Regions from separate parts of the Hordeum vulgare genome. Here region 1 is linked to region 2. Evidence: chromatin contacts called from public Hi-C data. All regions are on one chromosome and are shown on one strand. The core of a region is the stretch at or near the end of the contact, and the rest is flanking DNA. Distances in the headings are between cores, read along the strand shown.

Region 1 (2,955 bases), core at 89-2,588, 600 kb after region 2:
CATGGCCAAGTAGCACAAGTGGTGGTAGATCATATCGGTAGTGGTACGACCGTACGACCGTGGAAAAAGAGCCAAGAGGGAGGGGGAATTTCTTATTTATTTTTTTGCTGGAAAAGAGAGAGTAGACCCCGCGCCACGGCTTCCAGGCACATTTTAAACACTGTCATTGACTAATCAATGGAAAGTTTAGTAGATATGTGATCAAGAAGCTAATCACATGCCGTGACCTCGCTACTTGGCTTTCTCCGGGTTCAACAAATCTGCACTTGTAGATCAGGCTAGACTAAACGCGACATACCGCAAGGGTAGTGGGTCTACCTCGCCGACACCTTCCAATTCCGAACCGAAACAGAAAATAAGGCAAGATTGGCAAATTGAATGATTGATTACGCACTAGTGGTACAACTAAATCTTCATGTACTAATAGGGGAGAGTTAATATGGATATCTTCATATAGTATACAATTAAGAGTTAACCTGCCGGCATCTCCATAATTTGTGGGGATGATTAGCATTTCCACCAGAATATATGTATAGATTGAGATGACACAGATATTCAGTGCGATTGAAAGATACGCCTCAACTGCCAAGAAAGACCTTTGCTGCCGATGAATTAGCTCTGCGATCCATCCACACAAGAGAAAAGAACTTGAATTATACTAGACTACTACTAGTACCTAGTGCAATTCAAATGGTACAAAAGAAAGAAAGATAATAGGTTGGTTCTGGATGATCCTGTCTTATTAAAACTTTTAGCCTGATTAAGCACATGAATGATAGCAGCTAAATTTCTCTACTGGTACAAGCAGCAGCCAAGGCAAGTGCCGTATCATAGCGATTTGGCTGTTTTTCCTTGAGACAATTCAGATTCGGGGTATCCACGTTGGAACCATCAAACCACGAGAAACTACACCTGGTGGACGCAAACAAACGAAGCTCTCTTGGAAAGGCGAGATCAGACCAAGAAACCAATGTTCTTGCGGACCAGAATCAAACATGTTGAGAAGTATCTTCCGATTGACAGGTCGTACCGTATGAACGGGGATTGCCATGAGAGGACATGGAGTTAAGGTTGAGAGGAGTCATGGAAGAGGAGAGGAACTTACAGCCATGGATGGCGGCGGCGGCGGCGAGCGAGTCCAAGAGCGGAGAGGGCGATGAACAAGAGATCCGGGCGGCGGCGGTGCTCAGTCTTCTTGAGGCGAGTTGGTCCAACGGTGGCTCAAGTAGCTCAGCTGGCCGGGAAGAGGGGGATATATGCGCTGGTTGTTTCTTCCTCCTGGCTCCTGATGGCCTGTATGGTAGCTAGCTCTGAGCGTGTTGATCAGCTCAGGACGGCAGGCGGGATTATAACTAGGAGACAGGGATGGATGGTTTGGTTGCTTCGTTCGCTGGTCCTTCCTCTCGGCTTTTTTCGTAATCGTCCCTCGAATTATTTGCAGTAAGCACGTTGCTACGTACTCCTACTCCCTAAACATAAAAGTGCTTAGATCACTAAAATAATTATCTGACCGCTTTTATATTATTTTTATAGAGGGAATACCATAGATTATTATAGATAGAGTAAATATACTACTCGTATTGAGCATGACTCTGCATTTTTCTATAGCGCAGCCGCTCCCGTCACACCTACACACGTGTATCTATTTGCTAAGCATGACACTGACTGGATCAACACGGCGCGGAGAGGGCGAAGGACAGTGTGTATATAGTACGGAGTACTACTTATATATGTAATGTTCAAGGTAATTGATGGACGGGATATGCTTTCACACAATCAACTGCGTACGTGGACGAATCACGGTGGAGCAAAAATCTCGTGTTGAACTTGAACGTGCGCAGAAGCTCCGGCGTTCCACCGAGGGAGAGGACCCAAACAAAATTGATCATAATACTGCTTGCTCGATGAACAACCGAGTCCGAGTCGACTACTAGAAAACACGGAAACCGTGGGGTGTAAACGGAGAAAAGCCTTGGAAAACGGGGACCGTTGACGGGCTCCTCCTACTCGCCAACATGCGTGCACAAAAAAGTGCACATCTGGCCTGGCCGGGCCCGGTCGATCTAATGATAATCCTTGGCTACCGCTTGCCATCTTTGACCGCTCTCCTCCCGCCTCCCGCGGCTCGCCTTGCCATCACCGTTACCACCGGTCGCCCAAGTCCACAACCATCCCATTCCCATCCCCCCCCCGATCCAGCCATTTGATTTCAATCCCGGCGTCGTGGTCACGCCCGCGTCTCAGGCGGCATTGCGACGGCGCACGGCGGTGTGCGCGGCCGGCGACGCGAACTCTGCGGGAAAAAGTTTATTAAACCTTAAACTTGTAAAAGAAAGTTTAAATCTCTGAAATTAACATACTGAACTCTTTAATCGTGGTCTATTTTAAACCTGAGGGACCTTCCAAAATAAGGATTGTCGACGGTTTGTTACTGGGCCGACCACCCGGAGCAATGTCTTCTTTTTGCTACTGGGCCACCCGGTTTGTTTCCTAAAACGCGAGTTAAAAATTTCAAAAAGGAGAACCTGCTGGGAATTGAACTTAAGCCTTCATAGCAAAAGACCCTTGCGTTGCAACGGGAGAAAAACAATAATAATATCCAATGGTGCTGATCATATTATGTCTTTAAAATTTTAGGACATTTCTTAAAATGCATGAACATTTTTTGAATTAGAAACATTTTTTTCAATTGCACTCAAAAAGTAACACACAATTTTTTTTTCAAAATCATGGACTTTTATTGTTTTCACCAATATTGTTCTCAAAATTATGAACATTTTTTTGAATATGCGAATATTTTTACAAAAATCCTGAGCATTTTTTCAATTCACAAACATTTTATATTTTCTTCAAACTTTTATTTCAAAATTCCCAGTTTTATAAATTGCAAAAGTTTTTCAAAGTTCTAAATTATTTAAACTAAAAATTGGAACAGAAAAATGAAAATAAAAAATG
Region 2 (2,950 bases), core at 342-2,841:
CGCGCGGCGTGGCTGACGTTGGCGTGCGTGAACGGCACGTCGCCGTTGCTCGGCATGGTGACGACGCGCTTGTTCGCTTTCTTGCCGAGTAGCTTCTCGAGGATGGCGACCATGCGAGTGACCGCCACCGGAGAGGTGTTGCCGAGGTTGTAGACGCGGAGTGGCGCCGGCCCGCGCTTCTTGCCGGACTTGGAGCCCGTGCTCTTGCCGGCCGTGTCGAGCGCGCCGAGGCAACCCTTGACGACGTCGTCGATGTAGGTGAAGTCGCGGCGGACTTCGCTGCCGTCGGCGGCGCGGAAGAGCGTGATAGGCTCGCCGGCGACGATGCTGCGGGCGAAGGAGAAGTAAGCCATGTCGGGGCGTCCCCACGGACCGTACACCGTGAAGAACCGGAGGCCGGTGATGGAGAGACCGTAGATGTGGTTGTACGCGTGCGAAATGGCCTCCCCGGCCTTCTTGGTGGCCGCGTACAGCGACGCCGGCCGGTCCGTGCGGTGGTCCTCGGAAAACGGCGCGTCGGTGTTGAGCCCGTACACCGATGACGACGACGCCCACACGATCGCCGGCTGCGGGTCGGCGTGCCTGGCGGCGGCCTCGAAGACGCTGACGAGACCAGCGACGTTGGAGGCCACGTACGCCTGCGGCGCCCGCATCGCGTACCGCACGCCGGCCTGCGCGGCGAGGTGCAGCACGTGCGTGAAGGGCACGGCGGCGAAGAGCCGCTCGAGCAGGGCCGCGTCGTTGATGTCGGCGCCGAGCACCACCACCCCGCGCGACGCGAGCAGCCGCTGCCGCGCGCGCTTCAGGGCCGGTTCGTAGTACGCGTTGAAGTTGTCGAGGCCGAGCACGCCGTCGCCGCGCGCCCTGAGCGCCAGCGCGCAGTGCGCGCCCACGAACCCCGCGGCGCCCGTGACCAGCACCGACATACCTCCGTCCCGCCGCGGCGTGGCGCTCCGCCGCACCTCACGCTCCCACGCCGCGCCCGCGTACGCCGACGAAGACCCGAGCAGGTTCCGGTGCCGTGACGTCGGCCGCGGCGGGGAGGAGGCGGCGGAGAGCCGGAAGGAGCGGGAGAGGAGGGTAGGGTAGTGCACGGCGAAGAGGCAGACGAGCGCGAGCGTGGCGAGGACGGTGGCGCGGAAAAGGAGGTGCGAGGACGCCGCCACGATCTTGGAGCTCCCCGCGCGCCGCATCAGCAGCGCGCCGCCGCCGCTGGCGTACCGCTCGAGCTTGACGCCCTTGGCGGCCGCGTCCACATTGGCCGAGGAAGACGATGACGACGACGGGTGCGGCATTTAGTCCGTAGTCTGCTCGCTCACGGGCTCGCGTACTGTACGGCCTAGCTCCCCGTGCGCGCGGGCGGGGTGGAGTGGGGTGGAGTCGAGCTGGCGAGTGGTGAGGGTTGGAGTGAGAGTGAGCTATAACGAGGGGGAGGGGACAGTGGGGTTCAGGACGCGGCTTTGCTTGATTTGTGTGCTGCTACTCCGTTTACTTCCAAAACCAAAAGTAGGTCTGCTTAGCTCGGGAGGATCGCCGGTGGATCGTTCACCGACGTTGCCGTGGGGCTGTGGTGTGTCGGGGGGAAGAGGGGAGGTGGTTTATCTGCTTTGCCAGGTAGTGGCCGCCCAATCAACGAACAGAATTTTGCTGCTACAATTACAAAAATAGTATAGTTCCCGCGTTTCCTCCCACGGTGTCTCTCTCTGCCTTGGACGCGCCAGGGGGCTCCGCGCCCCTGCTCACGGAAATTTCCTTTTGGGCCAACACAGCCAGGGCAGACGTGAAAATCCCCTGATTTCCATGACGACCTATTTCGTGCTTCATAGTCAACGCGAGACAAGATATGCCGTAAAAAATCAAGCCGCGCTAGGGCCGGACTCGTCTAGGATTTGTGTTTCCAGAAATCCCGCCGTCGTCGCCGCCGCCGTCGTAAAGACAACATGAGCCGGTCCAAGACCCATCAGAGGAAAAAACAGGATCGATTGCAGAAGAACATCAGTTTTGGTTCATCTGAACCGATGGCATATGCACATTTGGCATACGTTAACTATGAAGAGTCACACCATCATATGGACAAGTGTGACAAGACTAAGAGTTGCTTCATCTGCAAACTGGTCAATCATAAGGTTTGAAGTTGTCCTGTGAAGAAGAAACCACATGCCTCTGCAAGGTATCTGGGTAGTGTTGCCCCTTGGATGAGGTTTTATCATTTAGACATCCCAGATGTCAATTCTCAGCGCGCACGCAATTTAAAGAATATAGGGATCTGGGTCTAAGATAGCCTACAAAGACTACACAAAATCCCCGAGGATAGAGTTTTTGTGTGAGTGGAAAACTGTTTAGAATTCAAGTTGAGGTGGAGCCCCCAACACAAGTATGCATGATGATGCAGTTGTTAACCCATAAGTAGACACTCAAATGTCTATGGACACTCAAAAAGAAGACAACACCTCTCTTGATGATGTTGGATCACACAATATCTCAAGAGCTGGGTCTCATAGTGGGTCCTACACCTGCTCTAGACAATGCAATAACCCAAGGAGCAATTGAAAGCACAACTTCTTCCTAGGTTGTTTTGGTAATTAACAACACATACAGTTCATGAAACTAATGAGAAGGATCCCCATGATGCAAGGAACACCTATTGGCAAGATCTTCAAGACTACATTTTACTTTATGTGAGAAATCACATTTGAGCCCATAGGAAAGCCAATACTATTAAAAGGGGATGAGGTATTGATAGTGATCTCTCATGAAAAAATTCTGTCCAAATCCTAAACTATCAAAATCGATGCAACAAACAATATCCATATCGACCCCACCGAGTTTTCCTTGGATAGAACCCAAAAAAACTGTAGCACCTCGATACCACCAGGTTAGGTTCGGTACAGCCGAAAAACAGTTGCCGTCTTGGTGGAATCTAATTATCAAAATTTGGATTTCTGAGTTT

The links. A called contact is a pair of places that touch in the nucleus more often than the background predicts.
Region 1: a contact with region 2 is called in a Hi-C map of leaf, with 4 times the contacts expected there. The contact joins the promoter of LOC123412764 here to the promoter of LOC123407644 in region 2. A contact is called at or near these places in 3 of 6 Hi-C or Micro-C datasets (leaf and seedling) and 1 of 1 datasets of contacts at active chromatin or transcription factors (embryo).

Annotation. Positions count from the first base shown.
Region 1 is chr7H:197,755,026-197,757,980 of MorexV3_pseudomolecules_assembly, forward strand. LOC123412764 (RPM1-interacting protein 4-like) reads right to left here and starts at 1,339. Exons shown (of 4, transcript XM_045105700.1): 1 at 1,106-1,339. The coding sequence starts at 1,111.
Region 2 is chr7H:197,151,362-197,154,311 of MorexV3_pseudomolecules_assembly, forward strand. It overlaps LOC123407644 (UDP-glucuronate 4-epimerase 6-like), which reads right to left and starts at 1,592. Exons shown (of 1, transcript XM_045100826.1): 1 at 1-1,592. The coding sequence starts at 1,295.